2 separate regions of the Mus musculus genome follow, and region 1 is linked to region 2. The links are chromatin contacts, called in public HiChIP or PLAC-seq maps. All regions are on one chromosome and are shown on one strand. The core of a region is the stretch at or near the end of the contact, and the rest is flanking DNA. Distances in the headings are between cores, read along the strand shown.

Region 1 (7,085 bases), core at 3,395-5,894, 660 kb before region 2:
TGAGACGTAAGAAAACATTTTTAAAATGGATCGCATCCACCATGTGGCCAATAGCAGTAGAGCTTTGTTGAAGACATTTCGGTTTCAGAAGCCACTGTTTAATTTCCAGCTCATTCATTCAGCTCAGTAGCTGGAGGTCTGAGTGCAGTGTGAGTGAGGGAAGGACCCCAACCAATGTAAAATGTGGGGGTGTAGGCTCCCACTTCAGCTTCTCTCCAGAAAGAGGATCCTTATGGACAACAAGCAATAAAACCAGGCCTGTTACTTGTGAGTAGCCAAGCCACGGCCTAATGTCCCTCAATTAAGATCCAGATGTTGTGGGTTTGCAGTAAAAGAACTCACTGCGGTATTTGAAAGGAAGTTGGACAGTCTTGAGGCTCACTGAGTCCTGGTGCAGACACAGCATCCATCCCTAGAGTGCTAGAGGGTATTTGAGATTTCAGGGAGATGCTCAAATTACCTGCCTTTTAAAGAGATGACAAAGCTCATGTCTTCTAGGGTCTTTCCCCCAAATGACACATTAAATGCCAATGCATACTACATATCTATAATCTTCTCATGTAGCCAGTAGGACTTTGAGAAATGTAAGGCAGATGCACACTGAGGGGAAAGGATGGGACACTGCACACAGCTGCTGAGGGCCCCAGCCCCGTAGTTGACTGGACTGTCAGTTCTGGACCTTGCCGCTCTGCCAAGAAGCTAACTCACCTCATCTCCCATATAAGAGCCCCACACCAACTGCTCACCACTGAACACATTGGGCCAGAAAGGACACTGAAAACATTGGCCAATACCCAATGTTACTGACATGGTTTTTAGAAGAGCTGTCTCTGGCAATGACCTCAGAGATCTTACCAGTCACATTCCACTGGGGAAACTGAGGCTGTGGTAGCACACTTATTGACGGCCTCCTCATCCATAGCAACCATTGCTTTGTTCCTTGGGCATTCATCACAATGTGTTCCGAGCCATCAGAAAACGCTGACAGCAATCCAGGAGAGCGCTGTCGGGACGGCTACACACAGTCTGAGGGAGGCAAACATAAAACAACAGATTTGTCAGTTAATGCCCTGATTCAGAGAGGCGGTCATTGCTCTTCAAGCCACAGGTGCACTTCTTAACTCTGCTTAAAAGGGATTTTACAGGCATTTGATACTAAAGGCCAAAAAGCCAATTCTATCCTCTATTCATAAACCTCAGTCCTTCTGGGTAGGGCTCTTTCTCGCTGCTGTCAGAGTCAAGGGCTGCCATCAACCTCACTCCGACAGCGAAGTGATTATCCTGAATTTACTCCACCTACCTTTAATTGTTTTCTCTGAAACAGCATCTCAGGAAAGCAAAGGCAGAGCTATCCTAAAACCTTGTTAGCTTTCTTCTATCTCAAGCATTCTTCTGAGATAAGACTGAGTACTTCCCAAATATGGAGTCTACTTCCTCAACATGTAATGTCAAGGGGAGAACCGCCAGATTAAATACAGAAACAGTATTAATAAAGACCAAATACTGGGATATAAATATAAATGTGACCTAAGTGCCGTATGGGGCATGCTAGAAATGATCAGTGTCTGATACTGTGACATCACCCTTATTTGCATTTGCTATATTCGACCGTCCTGTTACAAGAGTAAGGCAAATCATAACGAACTACGTGAGGCTAAAAGCACATGGGACACTGTAGGCTTCAGAAATGGGGGTACGGGCCCCACAAAGGAAATTTACATGTGCTGTTTTAAGAAAGAATTGTAAGCGTGTATGTCTCCCACGGACGGACCTGTGGACCCCTAGTTTCAAATGTTGGCTGTCAGAGAGAATTGAATACTACAATCTCCCTCTTACACAAAGCCAGCATCTGCTGCTGCAGCTTTCAATCTGCAGTCTTATGTCTTATCCGTCTAGGTCCCCACCCACAAGACATAATGATGCCTCTTAATGATGTACCAGTTTTGCTGTGAGTTCATCTACATTTTCCCAAGGACTGGCAGTCTGGCACAAAAGCTAGAGAGGCAGTTAATCCACTCTCTGCGAGTGGATCCCAATTAGTTCAGAGTCGCATAATCTAAGATGGATAACTCTCTGGCTAGCACCTGCTCTGTGGGCACTCGAATCAGACAACATATAAAACATGTAAGAGATGTTTTTGGTAGCCTTGTCTTTAGCAGTTGTAACAATACCACAAACACTGAACAGCAAATGCTGAATTGCTGAGAGGAGCCGTATGATCAGATCCCTGTGAGCCTCCAGCACCCGTGGCCTGTCGATGGGCAGCACAAAGCCTAGTTTCCTGGGTGCTTGTGTTTCAAGACACTACGTATGTTGTGGATTTAGTAACATGGAACTCATAGCCAGTGGCACCAGAACTCACACCAGATGAGCAGTTGCTTTCTCTGTGAAGGTCTGTCTCGGCCTTTGAGTGAGTGGTACATTAGATCACAAGTTGCTAGCATCCCTGGGGGCATTTCTATATGGTAAGAAAATCAGCAGGAAGCAAGAATACAAAGACCATGGCATTAGGTGGTCCTGGAACAATGTGTGAGAACCGAGACAAAAAGGCATCTTCACTCCACCTGGGACCACATGCACTGGGTCACTGATCACTGCTCCTCTTTGCCCACATCCACAAGTAGCCTCAAAGCCACAATGATTTGTAGTTGAGGATTACAAAGTATCTGGGGCTTAGAATTTTCAAATACAGACTCTGACATAGTACGGATCCACTGGATGGCAGTGGCTACTGCGTTCATGCTAGTCTCTACTAATAAGTAGCTACTGCTTGTCTGGATTAATTGCATAGTCTTTTATGTAGTTAGCCACTTTTATACCTTTCTATTTTATCCCATAATTTTTTCAGAAATGTGCATATGACATGTACATGATATGGGTGCATGTACAGATGTGTGCTCATACATAGGGATGCATATATACATGTATGTGCATGTTTTTTTTTCCCAGTCAGGGTTTCTATGTGTAGCCCTGGCTGTCCTGGAACTCACTCTGTAGACCAGGCTGGCCTCAAACTCAGAAATCCGCCTGCCTCTGCCTCCCAAGTGCTGGAATCAAAGGTGTGCGCCACCACGCCCGGCTGTATGTGCATGCTTATGGAGGTTCTAGATTGTGGTTAAGTATCATCCTTGATTCCCATTCAAAGACACATACATACACCCACACATTCACACACACACACACACACACACACACACAGGATCTTTTGCTTACAATGTATCTATATATCGTCTGTCTATGTCTATGTCTATGTCTATGTCTATGTCTATGTCTATGTCTATGTCTATGTCTATGTCTATGTCTATGTCTATGTCTATGTCTATATCTATACAGGTTCTTTTGCTTACCGTGTATCTAGCTAGTTAGCTTGATCCAGAGCCTCCCTGTCTCTGGAGTGCCAGGACTACTGGTAGGACTGCCCAAACCACTGGGCTTTTCTGTGTCATCTGGAGTCCGGAACTCTATCCCTCATGCTTGCCCAGCAAGCACTGTACCTACCAAGCCACCTCCACAGTTCATGTCTGTTATTTTAGCAGGCGCTTCATAATTGGGGGAAATATGTCAGAGTCATCTAACCTATCCCATAACCTCGAGAAAAGCCACATTTAGCTGCTGCAGGAGTCTGGCCTTCTCGTGCCTGTCCCATTAGTCTCTTCCCTGGTTCTAGTTCTGGGCAGCTTCCAAAGCCAACATGGCTGTGTCTAGAATCCACACAAGTCAGAGCTTTTCAAACCTACACGTTATCCCCATAGTAAACACAACTCAAGCAGCTGTGTTGGTATTCGCTGAGACAATATGGAGAAACGCCTTAGCTATACCTATAATGGAATAAAGGCAGCTACCCTAAACCCTTTGCTGAAGGACATTCTTGGGAGGGGCCTTTCCGTGGTGAAAGGACTCAGAATCCACGGGGCTTCCAAGATGATGACTCAGGGGTCTACCGGTGACTTCACATCATTTCTGGACTGTTTGTGGGAGGGGAGGAGTCAAGGGGTGGTCAGGAGGAGTCAGGGGAGTATCGGGAAGTTCAGAGGCTTTTGGCCACATGATGGGGTGGCTACTTGCACAGAAATGGAAAGTTAATCTTCCTTTTTTTTTTTTCTGCCAGGACCGGAAGTACTGGCTTGACCCCATCTCAGATCTTTCTACTTTAGTTCTATTTTTCCAGTACCTGTGGCTCCCTTTGTGAGCCAGCAGCTATAACACAGTTGGGTGACTGTGGAATGAATAGCTTTCTGGGGAAATCCTGAAACAATTTGCCTCTTGGGAGTGAAGTACCCAGCAGGCAGGGATTTGTCCCCTTTGTTCACTTTAACAGCCACATCAGCCTGCGCACTGAACCATTGGGCCAGAACAATGGTGGGCCCTGGCAGTAATGCTGACCACATGGTTTCCGAACACACACTGGCTCGTTTGCCCAGGCTCACAGTAAGCCCTGTTAGGCTGGTCCTGCAGAACCCAGGGCTAAGTACAGAAAGATAGATCTTCAAACTATGTTTCTGTGAGCAAGTGTGGGAAAAAAAAAAGTCAGGAGGAGACCTGCTTGTGAGGGGGTTATGAATCGGAGTCACTCCCAAAGACTCCTCTAAAGGCTAAGCAACCTGGCAGTTGGGAGAGAGTCACATGGTCCTGCCTACTCAGTGTCTCCTGGCAACAACTTCACTCACACTGTCTTAGGGACCCCCTTGACTGGCTGGACTTTGACTCTCCCAGTGATTGTGTGAAGAGGAAGGTAGCTATGTTTGCCACTTGCTGCATGAATAGACTGACTCACAGAAAGACTATGTGTCTGTAGGGACAACTTCAGCCTTCCTGGGCCCTCGAGTCAAGAAGAGCCCTTTAATGTAACCAGTGTCATGCCAACCATGTCTCTGCGCGTGAGAATTTAGCCTCACATTTCCTGTAAGCATAATGGTGCTCTCAGTGTCGATGACCCTTGAGGTGTGAGTGAACGTAACGGGGATTAGCGCATTGGCCTCAGAGGGACCTAAGAGGGGATCGGTCCAGTGGACAGACAACTGGATTAGCTCATTGTCCTTTGTATTGTGTGTCTTCTCCTGCCCGCTGCTCTCCCCTTCTCTGGTACCAGAGAAAACTCTTCTAATTATTCTTCCATAATAAAGGAACATGGCAGATCTGCCCAAAGGAGGGGGCTTGATAGCCTGGCCTGTGGGTGTATCCTCTTTTCAAAAAAGAAAAAAAAAATCTAATCTATGAAAAGAAATCTCAAAGTTGGAAAACAAGAAAAGCAAGAGAAAAAATTCACTCTGAAATGACCACCTGTGTGTCTCTTTAAAGGCAACACTTGAAATTTGAACTGAATTTCAAACATTCCTAAAAGTCTGTTTATTTAGGAGCTGTAAAAGCGAGAAAACAAGTCCAGGATGCCAGAGCTTGCCGTCCCCTCAGACTTGTTAAATCGGAAGTCAGTCTGTGACCTTCTCACACTGTCCTTAGGTCCTGGAAAAAAGAGCCTTTTGCTTACAAGGAGTCCTGCACCATCCTGAGCCGCGACAGGAGAGCGCCCCCTCCCTACCCCAGGCGCCATGCCCCACTCCCACTCACCCCAGGCGCCATGCCCCACTCCCACTCCCACTCCCACCCCAGGCGCCATGCCCCACTCCCACCCCAGGCGCCATGCCCCACTCCCACTCCCACCCTGTGGACAGGTATGGGAACAGGGCTGACCTTTCAAGCCATGCCTAAAGCACAGAAATAGTTGGCTTGTAAGGATGGGGTGGGGAAGTTGGGGAAGATGTGCCTGGTAAGCTTTGTCTCAGCCACAAGAGTTCCCCCAGGCAGCAGGTACAAGCTGCGATCTGTAATCGTCTGATCCAGCATCAGACCCACTGCATCCTCTTCCTCCCTGTTCAGAGTTTCTCATAGGCAGGGAGGGAGGCATCTAAAGCACCCTGGTTGGCTGCTAACACAGAGGAAAAGGTACTGATTTCTTTGTTTTAAAAAAGATCACTTTCAGAACTGTTCTTGGGTCTACCAAGATCTATGGAATGGCCGAAGAGCCAACTCAAAAGATGCCAGAAACTGCATTTGGGGTGGGCTGTTGCACTCTCCCATGCAGGCAGCTTGTGCAGGAACAGCCCAGGGGTACTGAATGCAGAAGGGTGGGGTCAGGGAGAGAGCCACAGGGTAGCCTCAGAATTGAGGAAGTTCTGGCCTGTGGCTTGGCAGGGTAAGTTCACTGGGACATCCTCCCAGCATTATACAGCCCACTTGTTAAAAGCTTTAGCATGATGCAGGCACCACCAAAACCAGGATTGAACATTGTCGACCCTCCCCAAACAAATTCCTTTGGGTCTCTTGGGTGTCTCTGCTTGGAGCCTACCGTGACTCAGCCTCTTGGCTGAAGCCACTGTCCTTCCCTTGGCTCACCTTCTCCCGAGGTCCTGAGTGGGATCGGGCAGTGTGTGGTTCCACACAGATAATGTTTGGGGATACATCTGTGTGTACAGCACACGTCAGTAGTTCTTTTTTATTACTTAGCAACTATTTTATAGACGTACCCTTTTTTATTTTTAATAATTCAAGAGTAAAGGAAATGGGACTGTTTCCAGATACTCTGCTTTTGTTTATAGTGTCTTTAAAGTCTCCGGAACCATGTGTCTAGCCAGTCTAATTCCACAAAATAACTGTTTTCCCTTCCTTCTTTTAGAGTGATGTGCTGAGACCTGTCTGGAGGTTCCGAGTTGGTGAGCTGACACACCCATACCTGCCTGCCTTGTTTCATAAAGCACTTGCTAGCTGTATCCTGTCCTGGGCTCAGAGGGCAGCAGCTGGGGGCCCTAGCCGAGATCTGGCCTCCCTTCCCATCTTGTCCCACCAAATCTGAACACTCCTAGGGCACAGGCTGGTCAGGAGAGAGAGAGTGCGCGCTCAGCTCCTGGTTGTGTGGTGATTCAGGAAGTGACTGGTAGGACACCAATTGGGAATCCAGGCTGGCAGTGATTGTAGCTTAATTTATAATGTGCAAATATGTTCAGGCATGATACATGGGCTTCCATTCTTACTCTTTACTCGGGTCCATAAGTATAAAGAGGCTCGCCCTGGCTGTCACCGGGGAAGGCATC
Region 2 (7,125 bases), core at 1,158-3,657:
TCAAGACCAGAGGTCAGCCTTGGATGTCATTCCTCAAGAGCTGTGCATTTTGCCTTTTGAGATAGGGCTTGTCACATGTTAGTCTGAATGCCTGCATATGTTTGTGCCTGCAACTGTAAGTAGGAGGGCAACCTTGGATGGAAGATAGTCTCTTCTGGTCTGCAGCTCTGAGAGGGCTGGACTGGTGGCCACTGAGCCTCCGGAAAGCAGTTTGCTTTACTCTCTAGCCCGGGAGTTACAAGCACTCACCACTACACTTAGACTTGTACAAGGTGGCCCTCTGTGAAGTAACCTAAGTGTGGACTTTGAGAAATGCCTTTGCGTTAGGACCAGCTAATACTTGAGCCTCAGTTTGTGTTCCCAGCTCCTAGGAGCCACAGGAAGTAGGTTCCATTTCCCATGTGTCCTTCAGCACAAATATCTGAACCACCACTCTGAAAACATAAGCAATTCAAGAAAGTTAGGTTTCCCTGAGTTGGATGGATACGGTTCACTTATACAGTTTGCATCGTCAGTTGAAACTAGTTGAAAAGGAAGGCAGTGATAATTCCTGTTCAGATGCATTAAAACACTACTTTCAATGACATACTCCAGCCCGGGTGTTTGTCAGACTTGGCTGTGTTAAACTCCTACCACGCTTTCTCTTTGAGTAAAAATATGACGTGTTTCTGGTGTGAGTGCTGTACAAATGCTCTGGAAATGTGTTTAGTTAGCTTGTTCTCTGGTGTGGTTTAAAGTGCCTTCTTTGTGATGGTGGGATATTGATTTTCTCATTGTGTCGGTGTCCTGCCTCAGGCTCCTGAGTGCTGGGGTGTCAAGTATGAGCCACCAGCCCCACTCTGTGAGATTGAGTCTAAAGGTTTGCATTCATGGGACTAAGATGACCTTATGGCAAGAGAGGCTTGCAGGGCTTGAAATCTTAGTCTGTATCCTCCACATCAGCTTGCTAGAGCAAGCGTTATACCAGTTAACATCTAAAGTTATTTGAGCTCTAATGGAGAGGTTGTATTAGTTGCTTTTTTTGTTGTTGTTGCTATGATTAAAAACATTATGACCAAGGCAATTTATGAAAGAATATTTACTTGGGCTTGTGGTTTCAGAGCGTTGGGAGTCCATGGTGGTGGATCAAAGACATCACAACAGGAATAGCTGATTGCTCACATCTCAAACCACACACAGCACGCAGAGAGCTCACTGGGGATGGTAGGAGTTGTTTGAAACCAGTGGCACGCCTCCTTCAGCAAGCCCTAGCAGCTTAATCCTTCCCAAACAGTTCTACCAACTGGAGACCAAGTATTGAAGCATAGGTGTCTATGGGGGCCTTTTTCATTCAAACCACCACAGAGGTATTTATGAGTGCTTTCCTTGGGAAACAGTTTCATTCTAGGCATCGAGTCTCAGCCAGGTCATTTCTTTTAGAGACTCAAACATTGTGGCTGGTGCTTTAGTCTGCTGGTGGGAATAAAGGGGCTTCTCTACCTCATGGTGATGTTGTATTGTGTTGAAATAACCCATTCATCCCCACTGGGCCCCCTCCTGTTTTCACGTCTCTGTGTGTGCTCCACTGTGTTTGGTAGTCTCTTGTGCAGCTTGCAGAGGCTACACCACTGGGGAACAGAACTCCCCCTCTGGAACGCTTCTAAATGCCTGTAGCCCGTTAAGGCTGGGATGGGACACTGTTCAGAACAAAAGATACTCAAAACCTGTGGATACCCCCAGGATGCAGTTCCTGTTTCCCACATACATCCTCTTCATCATTTACTGCCAAACCTTCAGCAAGGGATTTCTGAATGGGAAGCATTGGATTAGTACTGGAAAGTCCAAAGGTAGGAAAAACAGAGAGCCTGTCAGCCTAGAATTCAAACTAGCATGCATCATTAGCATGATCATTCCCGAAATGGCTGGGGACAAGGTCCAGTCAGCTCGTGGGGCAGGCAGTAAATTGCAGAGGCATTGTAAAAGTCGTTGTGAACGCAGGGAAATTGGCAGCTCCCTTCAGCCCCATAGTCTCCTTGAACGCCCATCTAAAAGGTCTTGTCCTACATCAAGTGTCTTCTGGCCCTGAGTGGCTCTCTCCAGATCTCAGTTATGCTCTCAGTCATAGGCCTATGTGTCTGTTTACAGCCCGAGCAGGAAGGAATGAGGCACTCATGGTGTGTGTTCCTCAAGACTGGCTGTGGGCGGGGATCCCCAAGGATGGAAATACATTGTATCTGCTTTATTACAGTTTAATTTTGGTACCATTCTTAGGGAAAAGTATACTCTAATAAAGCTGTTACCCTTTTAAATTGACAGGTAAGCAGAAAATGCTTTTGTTCAGTTTTAGTCTCTTGTAGCCCAGGCTAGCCTTGACTTTTCTGTATAGTTTCAGAGAAGAACCTTGAACTCAAGCCTCTACTTCCCCATTGCTGGGATTGCAGGCTTGCATCAATCACCACACAGGGAAAACCCCATTTCTCTGCCAACACTGCTGAAAACCAATCTGAAACCTTAGCACGCCTTTCCAAAGTGTAGGTTAATTTTTTTATTGGATATTTCCTTTATTTACATTTCAAATGTTTTCACCTTTCCAGGTCTCCCTTTCAGAAACTCCCTATCCCATTCCTCCTCCCCCTGCCTCTATGAGGGTGCTCACCCACCCACCCACCCACTCCCGTCTTCCTGCCTTGGCATTCCCCTACACTGGGACATCGAACACCCTCAGGCCCAAGGGCCATTCCTCTCACTGATGTCCAACAAGGCCATCCTCTGCCACAAATGCAGCTGGAGCCAAGGGTCCCTCCATGGAACCTCTTTGCTTGGTGGCCCAGTCCCCAGGAGCTCCAGGGGTGTAGGTTAATCTTTTAAGGAGGTAAATTAGGATAACAATGATGCTCTTTAAACAGAGAAGGCTGAGTTGAAGGTTCTCAGTGTGGCCTGTGGGCCAGGCACATCTGTACTAGGCGGCGGCGGGGGATTCCTTAGAATTGTAAAGTTGGAGTTGGGGTGGAAAATATAAATGCAAAGAGTATACTGAATCAGAGCTGCTGATGGCGTATAAGTGCATCTGGACGGACATCCTAAGTATGTAGGGAGTGACCTTAGCCCACCTGATCTTGGGGGGCTGGGCTCTGGCACAGCTTTGTGTAGGTAACAGCCAGTACTGATATGGGTGGCCAGAAGTTTAGAACACACTTCCAGTTGTCCTCTGAAGTGTCCACCTCCTGAAAGTTTAGTAAAGAAAAGCTTAAAGTTGTTTGTTTAGTTGGGTCTTGCTGAGCAGGCATAATATCACACTATAAACATACCCCAAGAGAAAGCACCCTAGAAAAGTAGCTTGGGGTGGGGACTGGAGTGATGGCTCAGTGGTTACCAAGGACCCAGTTTGGTTCCCAGGACTCACATGGAATCTCATGACTATCTGAAACTCCAGCTATAGGGGATTTCACACCCGCTTCTGGGCACCAGGCATGAACGTAGTGCACAGACATCTCTGTAGGCAAAGTACTAACAGAAACATAGGAATCTTAGAAATAGTTAAGTGTATGTGGGTATATATCTGGGAGTGCTCGTGCGTGCACACACACACAGAGACACCCCCCCCCCCCCTTGTGTGTGAGTGTACAGAGGTGAGGGGTCAACGTTGGGTGTCTTCCTCTGTTGCTTCCTTCCCTCATTTTTTGAGACAGGCTTTCTCAGGAAACCTGGTGCTCAGTGATCTAGCAGGATAGAATGGCTGGCCAGCAAACTCTGGGGATCTGAGGGTACAACTGAGGTTGCCCTGCCCAGCTTTTATGTGGGGTGATGGATTGGAACTCAGCTCCTCACACTTTTATTTAGTGAGCCATGTCCCCAGCCCCAAAGCAGGGGTAGAGAGATTGCTCAGTGGGTAAACACATTTGTCTTAAAGGCCTGAGGACCTGAGATTAAACCCAGAATCCACACAGATAGTCAGATGCCTACTGGGAGCTGTAACCCCAGTGCTCCTGGGAGGCAGATGGGAGGCAGAGACAGGAGACTTTATGGGAATTTGCTGGCTTCTACTGTGGTGTACAGAGTGGGAAGACAACAGAGAACCTGGCCGGGCTCAAGGTGGAAAGCTAGGGCTGACACCTGAGGTTGTCCCTGATTTCCATATGTATGCTGGGATGCAGGTGTGCCTGGGAGGAAGGGAGGGAGGGAAGGAGGAAGGGAGAGAGAGAGAGAGAGACAGAGAGAGAGAGACACAGAGAGAGAGAGAGGTAGAGAGAGAGAGAGAGAATGAATTATACAGGTATTGTAAAGCAGTGGTATTTCCCCATAGTCACAGGGTCACATTTCAGTGCTAACTTCCTTATTAAGGCTCCAACATAGAGTAAATCATAGAGTGGGCCTGGAACATGTGATGAAGTAAACGCCACAGTAATTGTAGGCATCTGCAGTAATTTACAATATGAATGTTGCACCACCCCTCAGAACACCCCCCCCCCCCACACACACACACACACACAGAGGTCTCAGCAGTGAGGGAAAAAATGTGGGTCATCTCAGCAACAGATTCTGAGTCTAGTGTTTAATATACTGTGCTTGGAGAATTTGGATAGGAAAGATTTGGAGAGCCTGGGCTTCTCAGACTGTCTCAGGAGGTCTGGAAGAATGGCTTCTCCACAGTTTACTTCTGGGTGGGGGATCCAGCAGTGGCTGCTAGAGACAGGAAGAACAAGGGGTTTCTGGAAAGTGTGTGTGACATGAGTGTGTGTGGAGGCCAGAGGTTGGGTTGATGTGAAGTGTCTTCTTTAGGCTTTTTTTTTTCTTAGTATTTAAAGATTACACATATCGTGTGTGTGTGTGTGTGTGTGTGTGTGAGAGAGAGAGAGAGAGAGAGAGAGAGAGAGAGAGAGTGTGTGTGTGTGTGTGTGCTCGCGATACCTGCCTGCCTTATGACACCTACCTGCCTTGCCCGAAAGGTTGTAAGGGCTGGGGAAGTTACTGCCTCTCACTGTACCATCTAGGACGCACTCAAATGACCTCTGTGCATGTGTATAGGCAAGGGGATTTGTCACAGACTAACAGAGCTGGAAGACTAGAGCCCAGCAGGTGTGTGTGCTTGTACTTGGTGAGAGAGAAAACAAATGTCAGATGGGTTGCCCACAAAGCTGGCTGCTGACAGACCTAGAATTAGGGCTTAGGCTAGCTTCCTTCCTCTGGGCCAATGAGATGGTTTAGTAGGCGACTGGCATTTGAAATCATGCTGATAACCTGAACCTGAGTTCCAGCCCCTGGCCCCACATGGTAGAGGATGAGAACCATATTGTTCCTCTGACTTTATACCTGAATTGTGGCGCATGCACACATATAAAGTAAATAAAGTGTAAGTGGGGGAAACCACTGTTTTTACCAGACACGGTGGCTGACTTCATACCTCTAATCCCAGCACTTGTAAGAAGAGGCTGAGGCAGGGCAATTACAGCTTGTGGAGACCAGCCTGTGCTAAATAGTGGGACATCTCAGAAAGCCAAAAGAACGGTTTCTGGTTAAGGAATTTATGCTCCTCACATCAAGTTTCAGAAGCAGAGCTTCTGAGCTAGAAGAACATCACAAAGACCAAGCTAGATGATAATGGTTTTCTCTAGTGGTAATCTATTTGGTAATTGCCTTGGAATGTCTACAGCACTTTGCATAACCTGAGTTACAGTTTAAACTGAAGCACTGAATTGTGGCAATTTTGTAGCAGTGGCTCTAAGACTGTCAGTGTGTATCTGTATCTGGCTCTGTATCAATAGGGCACACCTGCCACGAAACCGTTGCTACAATAGTTTGATTCAAACAATACTTCCCTTACTGAGCAACATGCCATTATCATCAAGGTCCCTAATTGACAGTGTGTTCTGAGTTAAATGCAGACGGAGTTCCAGGTAAGAGACAACACCACACTCCAGATGCTTGGCACTCACCCTCAGGACCGTTCCTAACTGCCCAGGCTGGAGACGTTACTCTCTCCCGAGGAAGGGTTTTCATAGAGGAAAAACCCACCTTCCCCCTGTTTCCTGAGGCTCCCTTGGAACCTTTTTCTGTTTAAGCATCTATCTGCTGCAGGAGCAAGAAGGGCAGGTAGGATTCCTATGTCTCAGCAATACTCCAGCTGCTTGCGATCATTTAATTGAGTGTGTCCTAGCTGGTACACTGAGAGGCAGCAACTTCCCCAGCCCTTACAACCTTTCGGGCAAGGCAGGTGGGTGTCACAAGGCAGGCAGGTAGCACAAGCGGCAGCAGAAGCTGGGACTGCTGGCCTGGGCTGGAGAGCAGTAAGGCCCACGGCCAGGTTGGACCAGGTCTTCTGGCCTATTTTCCACTCAGTGTTTGCCCACACTCACAAACTGTTCCAACTTGGCCACTTCGACAGAATTTTATTTGAAAGCTCTTTTTTCCTAACAGCACCTCAAAATGAGTGTTTTGTTCTGGGTTCCCATCTTCACTCAGCTGATAGAAAGCAAGGCCAGGAGGAGAGACTGGGGGTCAGTGCCTTCACTTAGAAGGCTTCGGTGAAGCCAGGAGGCACCCTAGTCTGTATTGTGTGCCGAGCAGGCTTAGTTGGAGACAAGACTTGTTAATCTTGTACTATAGCTGTCATGTGGGCTTATGTCAGCTGACTTCTGCCTTTGTGAAGCATCCGCTGATTGACAGCCAGAGCTCTTTTGAACAGGAGTCCATGGCTATGTGTGGTTAGCGTATAGATTTATGATGGGAAGGATGAGGTATAGTTGGCTTAGTATGGAAAACAGAGGCCATTTAACAAGGACTGTTGCCGTGGTGCCAGCCTTATTTGAACCCCACAAGAGCAGACTTAAGTCCACCATTAAGAAAGGAGAAAAGAGGGGCTGGTGAGATGGCTCAGTGGGTAAGAGCACCCGACTGCTCTTCCGAAGGTCTGAAGTTCAAATCCCAGCAACCACATGGTGGCTCACAACCACCCATAATGAGATCTGATGCCCTCTTCTGGTGCATCTGAAGACAGCTACAGTGTACTTACATATAATAAATAAATAAATAAATAAATAAATAAATCTTTAAAAAAAAAGAAAGAAAGGAGAAAAGAAAAATCTTCAGAGGCAATCTACATTTGTCTGACTGTAAAGCCTGCATTCTTTCTGCTGTACAAAGTTTCTT

Evidence for each region. HiChIP or PLAC-seq counts read pairs in DNA pulled down with a chosen protein or histone mark.
Region 1: a contact with region 2 is called in an H3K27ac HiChIP or PLAC-seq map of embryonic stem cells, with 6 times the contacts expected there. The contact joins two enhancer-like sites. A contact is called at or near these places in 9 of 39 promoter capture datasets (the 3T3-L1 cell line, the C10 cell line, cranial neural crest and 4 more), 2 of 15 datasets of contacts at CTCF or cohesin (large pre-B cells and pro-B cells), 1 of 115 datasets of contacts at active chromatin or transcription factors (embryonic stem cells) and 1 of 9 other capture datasets (adipose tissue).

What each region holds. Positions count from the first base shown.
Region 1 is chr16:22,797,815-22,804,899 of GRCm38.p6, reverse strand. It overlaps Gm30416 (a long non-coding RNA gene), which reads right to left. Exons shown (of 4, transcript XR_875953.3): 2 at 7,026-7,085; 3 at 856-1,026. Among named protein-coding and RNA genes, the nearest start is that of Gm30416, 9.1 kb to the right of the region's middle. Within about 2 kb of position 4,644, at least 34 of the 459 cell types and tissues checked have an H3K27ac peak or open chromatin away from gene starts, as enhancers often do. A contact at or near this core is called in embryonic stem cells, where this site is marked.
Region 2 is chr16:22,135,878-22,143,002 of GRCm38.p6, reverse strand. The region is part of intron 2 of Igf2bp2 (insulin-like growth factor 2 mRNA binding protein 2); the gene reads left to right. Among named protein-coding and RNA genes, the nearest start is that of Igf2bp2, 24 kb to the left of the region's middle. Within about 2 kb of position 2,407, at least 18 of the 459 cell types and tissues checked have an H3K27ac peak or open chromatin away from gene starts, as enhancers often do. A contact at or near this core is called in embryonic stem cells, where this site is marked.